Regions from separate parts of the Mus musculus genome. Here regions 1 and 3 are each linked to region 2. Evidence: chromatin contacts called from public promoter capture Hi-C data. All regions are on one chromosome and are shown on one strand. The core of a region is the stretch at or near the end of the contact, and the rest is flanking DNA. Distances in the headings are between cores, read along the strand shown. Region 1 holds the start of Zfp738 (zinc finger protein 738). Region 2 holds the start of Zfp457 (zinc finger protein 457). Region 3 holds the start of Zfp729a (zinc finger protein 729a).

What was found. Capture Hi-C pulls out chosen DNA fragments and counts their contacts.
Region 1: a contact with region 2 is called in a promoter capture Hi-C map of liver, with 3 times the contacts expected there. The contact joins the promoter of Zfp738 here to the promoter of Zfp457 in region 2. A contact is called at or near these places in 12 of 484 Hi-C or Micro-C datasets (CD4 T cells, cerebral cortex, double positive thymocytes and 8 more), 2 of 115 datasets of contacts at active chromatin or transcription factors (cardiomyocytes and memory CD8 T cells) and 2 of 9 other capture datasets (adipose tissue and liver).
Region 3: a contact with region 2 is called in a promoter capture Hi-C map of liver. The contact joins the promoter of Zfp729a here to the promoter of Zfp457 in region 2. A contact is called at or near these places in 1 of 39 promoter capture datasets (embryonic stem cells), 12 of 484 Hi-C or Micro-C datasets (the C2C12 cell line, CD4 T cells, CD8 T cells and 6 more), 6 of 115 datasets of contacts at active chromatin or transcription factors (cardiomyocytes, embryonic stem cells, large pre-B cells and 2 more) and 3 of 9 other capture datasets (adipose tissue, liver and pancreatic islet).

The regions. Positions count from the first base shown.
Region 1 is chr13:67,681,662-67,686,164 of GRCm38.p6, forward strand. It overlaps Zfp738 (zinc finger protein 738), which reads right to left and starts at 1,851. Exons shown (of 4, transcript NM_001001187.3): 1 at 1,742-1,851. The coding sequence starts at 1,777.
Region 2 is chr13:67,304,233-67,308,655 of GRCm38.p6, forward strand. Zfp457 (zinc finger protein 457) reads right to left here and starts at 2,180. Exons shown (of 4, transcript NM_001003666.2): 1 at 2,118-2,180. The coding sequence starts at 2,123.
Region 3 is chr13:67,635,568-67,640,121 of GRCm38.p6, forward strand. Zfp729a (zinc finger protein 729a) reads right to left here and starts at 2,214. Exons shown (of 4, transcript NM_183146.4): 1 at 2,080-2,214. The coding sequence starts at 2,115.

The DNA of each region.
Region 1 (4,503 bases), core at 601-3,100, 380 kb after region 2:
CATCCTCTCATTGTCTGTGGGGTGCTATTTATCTTCTTTCTAAATATCACCCACGTTCTCAAGCATCTGCTCTCAGCAAAACATCACATGCCCTCTGACGAGACAGCTTCCAGCAAAACATTACGTGACACAACTGAATTTAAAGAAACTAGAAACTTGCACTTCATCTTCCTGAGTGACTTAGCCCAGAACCAAAAGGATATGCATAATATATACTCACTTATAAGTGGATATTAGCTACGAAGATATCCATGATACAATCAACAGACCCAGACACACTAAATAAAAAGGAGGGCCCAATGGAGGATGCTTGATTCTCACTCTTCCTGAGTGTACAATCATGAAACTGATTCCATGTTAGAGTATGGAATTTGGTTTAAACTAAATCTATGTCCTCAGATCATGGCTACTCAAATTGCTCTGTACTAAACTATTCTCTTAACCTTTCAAGAGGAGAACTGTGCATTTTTGAATGATCATAAACATACTATGTGTAAACCATAAGACCGAAAGTATTTTTCTTTCTTTCTTTCTTTCTTTCTTTCTTTCTTTCTTTCTTTCTTTCTTTCTTTCTTTTCTTTCTTTGAGCATTCTTTTGCTGACACACCAGAAGAGAACATCAGATCCAATTATAGATAGTCGGGAGCCACCAAGTGGTTGCTGGGAATTAAACTCAGGACCTTTGGAAGAACAGCCAGATATCTTAACCACTGAGCCATCTCTCCAGTTCTATCTTACAGCTTTTCAAATACAGTTGAAAAACTTGGGAGAATTTTTTCTAAAACTATTAAGAAGGGTGTGTCAGTAAACATGAATGTCACATTAAGGGATAAAGGAAAATTTAAGAGAGTTCAGACAATGCTGATAACATGAACACAAAGAAGAAAAGCAAGTGAAGAGACAACAATGTACAGACTCTGGCAGATTAGAGAGCAATGTACAGATCCTTGCAGATTAGAGTGCAATGTACAGAGCCTGGAAGATGAGCAGAGCCATTTCCCCCTTCCCTTTCAGACTTTCTAGCCCCCCCTGCCATTTCTCATCACACCAAGTCAAGTCTCTCACATCTGAAAAGGAGTCAAAATTTTGGACACAACACATACTCAGAATTGTTGAGGTATTATTGTCTAGTGATTTTTAATCTTTAGTGTAAAATCCTATTTATTTGGATTGTGCAAACACTGGTTCATACCAACTACAAGATTATTTTGTGGTTTTATATCCATGTATTGTCGCATTCAGGTCACAAAGGTGTCTATTAGAAAATCTTATTTGAATCAGGGCATCCGTGAGTCTAACAATTCGTTCCAAAGGAACAGGAACTAACATCCCACACAACAGTTTGCCCTCCCTCACAGGATTCTTGCTCCTTGGACACTAGGAACTTTAGGAAGCTGTTTGAGCACAAACCAGGAGTGGTGTCCAAGACATAACGTATAGAGGGTGCTACATGTCAAGTGCTCTGTATGTCCTGAGAATCTGACTACAGTCACGTGAGAACGGGCCAGCTAGGTAATGATGAGTGCGCTCTTGTCAGCATCTCAGGAACAGGCAGGCAGCTGACCCAGCCTGCCCTTGCCATCCTGTTGTTTTCAGTCTTTTCCCCTTCAAACCCGTGCCCAGGCGCAGCGGCCCAGCCTAGGTCAGCACAGCATCTCCAGGTCAGCAGCTTCTTGCCTCTCAATAAGCCCGAGCCAGCTCCCTCCGTGCCCTACCTGCCACCCTGCACAGCCCCTCAGACCTGAAAGATGGCGCTGCTCCCTGCACCAACCTCCATGTCAGAAATCCAGATGTAGTGCTGAGGACAACTGCATACATTTGAGGAGTGAAGTTTGAAGAAAGACTAAGGAAGCTCGATTCCGAGGGCCCTTTCTGATGACCTCACAAGGGACGGGACTACACTTCCCACAAGTCAGTTGGAAGGACTTACAGGGACCCACAGAAGAGGTCTTGTGCATTGCCTGCCTTGCAGCCCAGCTCTGGGCAGCTGAAGTTAGAAAAAAACAGGCTGCAGCATGTGGGCAGCCACAGGGAAATTGGGCTTTAAAAAAAGTCTTTGGTCACAGCACGCGATGTTAGCCTGTGAGCTGAGTTTCACAGTAATGTTTATCGCATTTCCTTGTTATCTCTTCTAAAACATTGTGAGTTTAAAGCTCGGATCTTTTTTGTTGTTATTGTTGTTTTTGGTTTTTTAAAAAGCACATCTCTACTTATTAGCATCTTACTACGGAGTGGAAAATTAATGCTTTCATGGTTTACTTAAAATATGAAAAAGGAAGATAATGTAAGAGTGGGCATTATCTCTTTAAGATGTTATCGAAACCATCCCAGGTACTTAAGACAGAATTAGAAATCAAAGTGAGTCACCACCAAGTATTTTCTGAGCACTTGCTTTCCTCCTCTGAATCTCTCCCAAGAGGAGGGGCACAGCTCCTAGGATCACAATGGTGTGTGTACTGGCTCTTCAATTTCCCTCTGTGTTTGGTTTGATGTTCTTTATTGATTTTCCTGTCTCCACTGATCCTGTCATCATTCACATTTGATAATACTTGAACATTACTGGTAGCTGCCTTGTACTTCCCTCACTTCTCCTAAGCAGAACACTGAGATCGTTCCTCCTGGAATATAAAGGTATCAGAAATATGTTCATATCACTGTAAAACGAGGTCGATGTATTAAAGAAGTTAGACTGGAAACTTGGAGTATTGAGAATTCCCATCTTTTCGTGGGAAGGTTTATTCCTGTGTAGTTCATGCTTGAGTTAAAGCTACAAATGGCATTACAGAAAAGATTTCATACTTCCCTGAGGCACAATAATTCAAAAGCAAGCTGTTTCAGAGCAGAGACTGTGCGAAATCCCTAAGTAATAAAAGGATTGTCTCTGAATCCTTTGGGTGAGAGCAAGGATTTAAGGTAAACTTCCTTTAAGAAGCATTAGTTAATAAAATACTTTCCACTTAGGAAACAATATACACTGAAAGATTAAAACTCTTGGCTTCAAGTATAGAAGCAGAAACAATAAAAATTTTTCTTACATAAGGTAAAGTTACATTAGCCATACCTAGAGGCAAAATTTTCTAGTGATTACAGTTCACCTGAAGCAAAACTCTTTGAATTTAAGCATTATTTTAAACATCTGAATAGATCTGCAACACTGTTAAAAAGAAATTTTCTTGGACACAGGGAAAAACTTTCTCAGGCACTGTTTGCAAAACACAAGAAGGCCACAAGCCGCTCTGGGGCTGCCCAGAGCCCTGCATTGACTCAAAGGTAAAATACTTTTTTTAATCTGAGCATCTTGGCCCTCCTGTAATAAGGACCAATTCTAGAGGAACAATGTAACCGTCTACGCCTCTAAAGTTTGATACTCTTTCTTAAGATGACTTACAGTTAAAATGTTCTTCACAACTTTAGTGTTGTGAAAAAATTGCCCGTACTGCAGTTTCCTGCCAGGCAGCAACTATAGCCAAAGTGATTGTCTAATCTATTCACAAAGACAAACATAACTAGATAACTCTGTCACAGTTTTGTATGAAGTGAGCTGTATTAGTGCTTTCAAAAGATGATTACTCTTGTAATAATCTTAATTAACAATATATGGGTGAGTAGAAAATCTTAAATTTGCAATGAAACTGCAGGCTGAAGTCAGTGGAACTCTGGCAGTTTTAACCATAATTTTTAAGTTTCTTGTGCAAGGTTAGGATAATACCTACAACCTTGGGAAAGCAAAACCCAAGTTTAAAACAATTTATCATCTTTAAAATCAATATTAGAAGCATTACTATCCCATTACGAAGTTTGGATGCCAATTAATACTTATGAATACCTATTAAAGCAAGCTTTACTGCTTTAATAAAGAGGCATTGTTTTAGATCTTATCTTAAATTTTACTATTTAGGATAGGAACCACATTAATTATTATCTAAACTAGAAATATCTTTAGAAACCCAGCCTCTTGGCCTGCTTTATGCCACGTGTCGGAAGGACTCTAAACTTGAGTTATCAAATTTAACACTAACCATCTATAGCAATGTAACAATTATTAATCTTAACCAACAACTTATGAGCTGGATGTGAAAACATGCAGAGCACATTATCAATAAAAAAGAACCAAATGAAGCAGTTACATTTAGACCAATCAGAGAATATTAATTTTTCTAGCTACAATCATAGAATAAAAGGCACTTTACCATTCTCAAACACATTAGTCAGAAACCATTTATCAGCTTTTTTACTCCGAAACTAAGAGGCTGTGCACTCGCCCTTATTTCCTAAAACGAACAGTTTTTCCAGCAGGGGCCCTCCTGCCACGTGTCTGATTCCTGGCTGAAACACGTGGCAGCTCTCGGCTTTGCAGATAAAGTTTTTTATACCATCTTTATTATCCAACATAAAACATAGAACATTCATTCATACAGACTGGACACGAACATACATGAATTGAACACGAGAACAGATTGGTGCACCAGACATTAGACAAGACACAAAAGGGAACAGAGTACT
Region 2 (4,423 bases), core at 930-3,429:
AATCATAGAATATACTTAAGTTCACTCTTCAATAATTAGGCTGTTTGATTTTAAATACATATAAATAAATATTTGGTGCCTGTAAGTTATATGTGACGATGCTCATGTACTCTTTCTATATTATAAGGACTGTGTTTTGTTGCACAAGGCAGCACACAATTCCCAATTGATAAACTGTTATATGTAACATTAACTAGGAAGTGTCTATTTATTCTAGATATGGTTGCAAACTCATTGAAAATTCCAGTAGCTAGGACAAGGTGGTCTGAAGCCCATGCTTCCTGACAGTAGACTTGAATGCTGTAGGTCAGGCTCCAGCTCTGGCTCACAAACACTTGGTTTGACTGAAGAGTGATAATATAAGCAAGATCCCCTGAGATAGGGGGAGCGGCTGTGGAGGAGAAATCTTGAAACACACACACACACACACACACACACACACACACACACACACACACACACACACACTAAAATCTGTGTGTATTCTGTGAATGCAAAACTCTTGTAAGGAGTCTGTGGGTGCAGAGTCTGATGGCCCACGTGTAAGTTCACCGAGGGGCAGAGCCTGGAATTCTGCAGGTTCAGGGTTAGCTGTCTTACCTTGGGCTGGTTTTACCTTCAGGGTCAGTCCTTGCCTCACTCTATAGTGGACCACATAGCTTATGACAATAGATAAAAACCTCCCAGAATCCACTGACAAGGGAGAACATAAGTTTCTATGAATCCAAAAGCTAAAATCTCAGCAGATGGTATCTTAGGTGAATAGAATATCTCCCATATATCGTAGTACATGCTTCTATCGACTCACACCAAAGTATTTTAAATTTTCCTTGGTTAATGACATTCTTTGTTCTGTAAAACCATGAAACTGATTCCATGTTGGAGCATAGAATTTGGATTAAAGTAAATCTGTGTTCTCAGATCAAGGCTATTCAAATGGCTCTGGACTAAACTATTCTCTTAACCCTTCAGGAGGAGAACTATGCATAGACAGGAACCTATGTGAAAAATCATTAGACCCCAAATGTATAACAGCTTTCCAAATTTATATTCCAGCTGTTCCAAAGCAGTTGAAAAACTTGGGGAATTCTTCCTAAAACTATTAAAGGTGCCTCAGTAAACCTGAATGTCACATTGAGGGACAGAAAATTTAATATTTAAGACAGTTAAATTTAGGACAGTTCAGACGCTGCTGACAATGTGAAGAGACAGAAGAAAATCATGTGATAAGAAAACATAGTACAATGTACAGAGCCTGGCAGATTAGAGAGCAATGTACAGAGCCTGGCAGATTAGAGAACAATTTACAGAGCCTGGCAGATGAGCAGAGCCATTTTCCTCTTCCCTTTCAGACTTTCCAGCCCCACCCAGCAATCTCTCATCACACCAAGTCGTCTCTCATCTGAAAAGAAGTCCAAATTTGGACAGAACACATACTCAGAACCGTTGAGGTACTGCTGTCTAGCGATTTTAATTTGATGTGCAAAATCCATAATTATCTGGATTGGGCAAACATAGGTTCATACCAATTACAAGATTATTCTGTGGCTACATAGCCATGTATTGTGATGATTCAAGTCACAGAGATGTCTATTGGAAATTCCCACTCTAACCAAGGCATCCATAAATCTAACAATTCATTCCAAAGGAAAAGTAACTAACAACCCACACAACAATCACCGTCACAGGACTCTCTGTCCCTAGACACTAGGACCTTTGGGAAGCTGTGTGAGCTCAAACCAGGAGTAATCTCTAGGACATAAAGTATATGGGGCGCTAGATGTCCACGTGTTCTGTATGTCCTAAGAATCTGACAACCACCACAGGAGAACCCGTCAGCTAGGCAGAGCACGTTTCCCCAGCAAAGATGCGTGAGCTCCCGTCAGCATCTCAGGCACAGGCAGTGAGCAGACCCTGCCTGCCCTTGCCATCCTGCTGTTTCCAACCTTCTCCTCTTCAAACCTGTGCCCAGGGACAGTGGCCCAGCCTAGGTCAGCACAGCACCTCAAGGTCAGCAGCTTCCTGTCTCACAAGCCCAAGTTGGCACTCTCTGTGCCCTATCCGCCACCCTGCACAGTCCTTCAGATCTGCAAGATGGTGCTGTTCCCTGCACCAACCTCCATGGCAGAAATCCAAATGCAGCGCTCAACAGGACAGCTGCACAAATTTGAGAAGAAGCGAAGTTTGAAGAAAGAATACGGAATTTTGTTGCTGACAGCTCTTTCTGATGACGTCACAGGCGATGGGACTACATTTCCCACAAGTCAGTTGGAAGGACTTCCGGGAACCCACTGAAGAGCTTTTGTACACTGCCTGGATTACAGTCCACTGAGAGCAGCTGCACATGGGCATGCACATGGAATTTGGGCTCTTTTAAAATCCTTGGTCATGGCACGAAATGTTTGCCTGTAAGATGAGCCTTTCACAGTAATCACGTTCATCACGTTTCCATGTTATCTCTGCTACAACTCTGATCTATGTATAGAATCATTCACGAATGAAAAATTCATGCTTTCATGATCTGCTTTATTTAAGAATGTGGAAGCAGGAAGTTAATGTAGGAGTGAGCATTATCTCTTTACGATTCTATTGAAACCATCTTAGTCGCTTAAGATAGAAGAATTGGAGATCAAATCTAGTCACCAGCAGATGTTTTCTTAGTACAGGCTTTCCTGTCTCCCAAGGGGAGGGGCAGAGTTCCTGGGATCACAATGGTGTGTGTACTGACTGTCGAGCCATTGTGCACTTACAGGATTTCCCTTTGCCTTAGGTTTGATGTTTCTTATTGATTTTCCTGTCTCTGCACTGATCCTGTCATCGGTCATATTTGAAAATATTTGAACATTAGTGTTATCTGTCTTGAACTTCCCTCCCTTCTAAATAGAACACTTGAGTGTTTTCTCCTTGAATACAAAGGTATCAGATATATGTTCATATTACTGTCAAATAAGTCACTGTAATAAAGAAGTTACACTGGAAACATGCAGGATTGAGAATCCCTACCTTTTCATGGGAAGGTTTATTCCTGTGTAGTTCATACTTGAGTCAAAGTTACAAACTCCATTACAGAAAAGGCTTCATACTTCCCGGAATCCTAATGATCCAAAAGGAACCCGTTTCAGCGCAAAGACTGTGCAGAGTCCCTATTCTTTTTCAGGAGTATGTTTATCCAGAGATGCAGATCATTTGCTCACTCAGAGAAACTAGAGGCAAGGAGCAGTACGTGTGTGTACCTGTGCTTGATTGGCAAGCATCATGACTGGTCTGTCCTCCTCCTGAATGCTGCAGTGAAGGGCATTGTCAGAAGCCACAAAAGTTATTATTTCTCAGCATAGCTAGTTTTCCAATATGTGTTATGTGTTGAGGTCTGGTCTGTTGCTATGTATGTAATGCTAAATTCTATACCCGAAGATCTAAGCCTACCACAGACTTCTCACATTTACAAGGTTCTGTTGTGCAAACCTTGTTCCTTGATTTAATACTATTAGTTAAATCAAATTGGCTACAGCCAATTACTGGAGAAATTACAGGTAGGTGGGTTTTGAGTTACCTGGTAGAGGGTCGAGAAGAGAGAGAGAAGGAAGAGAGACCAGGAAAAGGAGGAAGAATGGGGAAAGAGGACAAAGATGCCATGTCTCAAAGATGAGACATGGCCATGAGAAACAGCAAGTATCTGGGGTATACCATCGGGAAGAAAGGAGGACACCAGGATAGCAGTTAGAAGAATAAATGAGGGCTGCCCTCCCCAGTAATTGTCAAAGCCAATGGAAATAACCATAGTCTGAGTCTTATTTATTTGTAAGCTAGTCAAGGGTAAGCTTAAATTAGTTGTGTGTATGGTATATGTATACATGTATGTTTGTGTCTTTTCATGCACACATTTGTAAGAGGGTAGTCATTCACATGAGATGTGTTCATCCGTGAGGATGCAGCATCCATTTACAAGTCTTCTGCAGTCTCCATTTCTGTGCATTGTGGCTGTATAATTCAATAGGAGGAGGAGTTACGGTGGTGTAGTCACAACCTGAACATATCATCAAAGAGGAGCCTCATTCAGCAGAATATTAGGAACCCAGGCATAGTTATGGAAAAGTCTACTGGAGCCAGAGTCTCAGGACTAATATGTTTGTTTAGACCATGATCCCAGTTTTAAGTTTACTGCCTACTATCATTTTTTTACATCTTGACCATTTAATTTTCTCTCTTTGAAACATACTCTAGTAGGTTCTATTTTTTGCAAAATCACTTTAAAATCTATGCTTACAGGCTAAAGAGATTGTTCCATGGCTAAGAGTAATTAATGTCTTATAGAATATGAGTTTGTTTTCTAACAGGCACATGATGACTCTCAAGCACATACAAGCAGCAGTTCTAGAGGATCAGATACCATATTTTGACACCACGAGGCTCATAAATCATCACG
Region 3 (4,554 bases), core at 964-3,463, 330 kb after region 2:
GTTTTGGTGTACAAGGTAGCATGTGATTCCCGACTTCATATACTGTTATATTTTCCCTACCGATTAGCATCATTAACTAGGAAATGTTTATTTATTCTAGATGTGGTTGCAAACTCATTGAAAATTCCAGTAGCTAGGACAAGGTGGTCTGAAGCCCATGCTTCCTGACAGTAGACTTGAATGCTGTAAGTCAGGCTCCAGCTCTGGCTCACAAACACTTGGTTTGACTGAAGAGTGATAATATAAGCAAGATCCCCTGAGATAGGGGAGGGGCTGTGGAGGAGAAATCCTGAAAACAAAAAACAAAAACAAAAAACCAAACAGACAAAAAAACCTGTGTGTATTCTGTGAATGCAAAACTCTTGTAAGGAGTCTGTGGGTGCAGAGTCTGATGGCCCACGTGGAAGTTCACTGAGAGGCAGAGCCTGGAATTCTGCAGGTTTAGGGTTAGCTGTCTTACCTTGGGCTGGTTTTACCTTCAGGGTCAGTCCTTGCCTCACTCTGTAGTCGGCCACACAGCTTGTGACAATAGATAAAAACCTCCCAGAATCCACTGACTAGGCAGAACATGAGCTTCTATCAATCCAAAAGCTAAAATCTCATCAGATGGTATCTTAGACATTGAAAATATCTCCAATGTCTCATAGTGCATGCCTCTATCAGACTCACACCAATGTATTTCAAATTTTCCTTGGTCAATGACATTATTTGTTCTGTACAACCATGAAACTGGTTCCATGTTGGAGTATGGAATTTGGTTTAAACTAAATCTATGTTCTTAGATCATGGCTACTCAAATAGCTGTGGACTAAACAATTCTCTTAGCCCTTTAAGAGGAGAACTGTGCATTTTTACATGAACATAAACCTACTATGTGTAAATCATAAGACCCCAAGAGTGCCACGGCTTTTGAAATTTATATTACAACTTTTCAAAATATTTATTTATTTATTTATATGAGCATTCTTTTGCTGACATACCAGAAGAGAACATCAGATCCAATAATAGACGGTTGGGAGCCAACAAGTGGTTGCTGGAATTAAACTCAGGACCTTTGGAAGAATAGGCATGCTCTTAACCAATAAGCCATCTCTCCTTCCCTATCTTACAGCTTTTCAAATACAGTTGAAAAAATTGGAGAATTCTTTCTAAAACTATTAAGGGTGTGTCACTAAACCTGAATGTCACATTGAGGGACAAAAGAAAATTTAAAAGAGTTCAGACACTGCTGATAACGTGAACTCTAGGAAGAAAAGCACGTGAAGAGACAACAATGTACAGAGTCTGGCAGATTAGAAAGCAATGCACAGAGCCTGGCAGATGAGCAGAGGCATTTCCCCCTTCCCTTTCAGACTTTCCAGTGCCACCCTGTGATCTCTCATCACCCCAAGTCGTCTCTCACATCTGAAAAGGAGTCAAAATTTTGGACACAACACATACTCAGAACTGTTGAGGTATTATTGTCTAGTGATTTTTAATCTTTAGTGTAAAATCCTATTTATTTGGATTGTGCAAACACTGGTTCATACCAACTACAAGATTATTTTGTGGTTTTATAGCCATGTATTGTCGCATTCAGGTCACAAAGGTGTCTATCAGAAAATGTGATTTGAATCAGGGCATCCGTGAGTCTAACAATTCATTCCAAAGGAACAGGAACTAACATCCCACACAACAGTTTGCCCTCCCTCACAGGATTCTTGCTCCTTGGACACTAGGAACTTTAGGAAGCTGTTTGAGCTCAAACCAGGAGTAGTCTCCAGGACATAACATACAGAGGGCGCTACAAGTCCAAGTGCTCTGTATGCCCTGAGAATCTGACTACAGTCACGTGAGAACGGGTCAGCTAGGTAATGATGAGTGCGCTCCCGTCAGCATCTCGGGAACAGGCAGTCAGCAGACCCAGCCTGCCCTTGCCATCCTGTTGTTTTCAACCTTCTCCCCTTCAAACCCGTGCCCAGGCGCAGCGGCCCAGCTTAGGTCAGCACAGCATCTCCAGGTCAGCAGCTTCCTGCCTCTCAACAAGCCCGAGCCAGCTCCCTCCGTGCCCTACCTGCCACCCTGCACAGCCCCTCAGACCTGAAAGAAGGCGCTGGTCCCTGCACCGAACTCCATCTCAGAAATCCAGATGCAGCGCTGAGCAGGACAACTGCATACATTTGAGGAGTGAAGTTTGAAGGAAGAATAAGGAAGTTCGAGTCCGATGGCCCTTTCTAATGACGAAACAGGAACCAGGACTACACTTCCCACAAGTCAGTTGGAAGGACTTACAGGGACCCCACCTAAGATGTCTTGTGCATTGCCTGCCTTGCGGTCCAGCTGTGGGCAGCTGAAGTTGGAAAGAACTAAGCTGCAGCACATGGGCAGCCACAGGGAAAGTGGGCTTTTAAAAAAGTCTTTGGTTACAGCAAGCGATGTTAGCCTGTGAGCTGAGTTTCACAGTAATGTTTATCACATTTCCTTGTTATCTCTGCTAAAACATTGTGAGATTAAAGCTTCGATCTTTCTTTCTTTTTTTTTTTTCCCCTTGGTTTTTTAAAGCACAGATTTACTTATGGAATATTACTACCGAATGGAAAATTCATGCTTTCATTGTTTATTTAAAATATGAAAGCAGGAAGTTAATGTAGGAGTGGGCATTATCTCTTTAATATGCTATCAAAACCATCCCAGGTGCTGAAGACAGAATTAGAAATCAAACTGAGTCACCACGAAGTGTTTTCTGAGCACTTGCTTTCCTCCTCTGAATCTCTCCCAAGAGGAGGGGCAGAGCTCCTTGGATCACAATGGTGTGTGTACTGGCTCTTCAATTTCCCTCTGTGTTTGGTTTGATGTTCCTTATTGATTTTCCTGTCTCCACTGATCCTGTCATCATTCACATTTGATAATACTTGAACATTACTGGTAGCTGCCTTGCACTTCCCTCACTTCTCCTAAACAGAACACCGAGATAGTTCCTCCTGGAATTCAAAGGTATCAGAAATATGTTCATATCACTGTAAAATGAGGTCGATGTATTAAAGAAGTTAGACTGGAAACTTGGAGTATGGAGAATTCCCATCTTTTCGTGGGAAGGTTTATTCCTGTGTAGTTCATGCTTGAGTTAAAGCTACAAATGGCATTACAGAAAAGTCTTCATACTTCCCTGAGGCACAATAATTCAAAGCCAAGCTGTTTCAGAGCAGAGACTGTGCAAAATCCCATTCCAATTTTTCTTCTCTAGGGAGTGTGTTTGCCTAGGGATCAGAACAGATTCCTTAACTTAGAAAAACTAGAGTCAACAAGCAGTACATTCACCTGGACATTTGATTGGCATGTCTGTTTAGAATGAGGTCATGAGTGGTCTGTCATCCCCCTGATGGCTGTAGTGAAGGGCATTGCCAACAACCAGAAGGACTTAACATTTCTGAGCATAGTTAGTTTTCCAATATGTGTATGTGTTGAGGTTTGGTATGTTGCTATGTATTGTAATACTAAATTTTATATCTGAAGGTCTAAGCTTACCATGGACCTCTCACATTTAAAAGGTTCTGTTGTGCAAACCTTGTTCCTTGATTGAAAACTATTAGTTAAATCAAATTTGGTACAGCCTATTACTGGAAGGACTAGAAGTAGGTGGCTTTTGAGTTAGGTGGTATGGGGTGGAGAAGAGAGAGAAGGAAAAGAGGCCAGGAAAAGGAGGAAGAATGGGTGAAGAGGATGAGCTGCCATGGGGGGGGGGTGTACATGGCTGGGAGAAACATTAAGTATCTGAAGTACACCACTGGGAAGGTAGCCAAGAAAGCAGTTAGAGGAAGAGTAAATTAGGGGTTGAACCCCAGTACTTGTCAAAGCCAGATGAAATAACCTCGAGTCTGAACCTCTTTTACTTGTAAGCTAGTTAGGGATAAGCCCTTATGAAAGAAAACATTTAATTGGAACTGGCTTACATTTTCAGAGAGTCAGTTCAATATCATCATGGTAGAAAGCATGGTAAGGTTTAGGCAGAAATGAGAGGTCTACATTTTTATCTGCAGGCAGCAGAAGGGGGTCTGTCTTCTGCATACAGCAAGGAAGAGGCTCTGGGTCACACTGGCCAGACTCAACCACATATATGAGTTATCCAAACAACACCTCCTGACATGCTTCCTGTAGAAAGACTATACCTCAAATCAGGCCATACCTCCTAACAGTACAACTTCCCATGGACCAAGCATATTCAAACTATCAGTGTCTCCTTGTTATACAATAATCAAACCACTAAAGATTAGAATCAGTTCCTCAGGAAATAGACAAGATTATGTTTTCAATAAAAAGATATAGACTGTGATAACTCTAGCTTGTGTCAATTTGACACAAAATCAACCAGTCCGATGGCCATGTAATTCATTACCAGATTTGTGAAACCTTTCAGAAGCAAGGCTAATAAACCCTTTCCTCCCCAACTTGCTTCTTGGTCATGATGTTTGTGCAGGGATAGAAACCATGACTAAGATAATTTGGTACTAGGAATGGGGTATTCATTTGACAACCTGACTATGTTTTGGGGAGGACTGTGGAAAGATTTTGGAACTT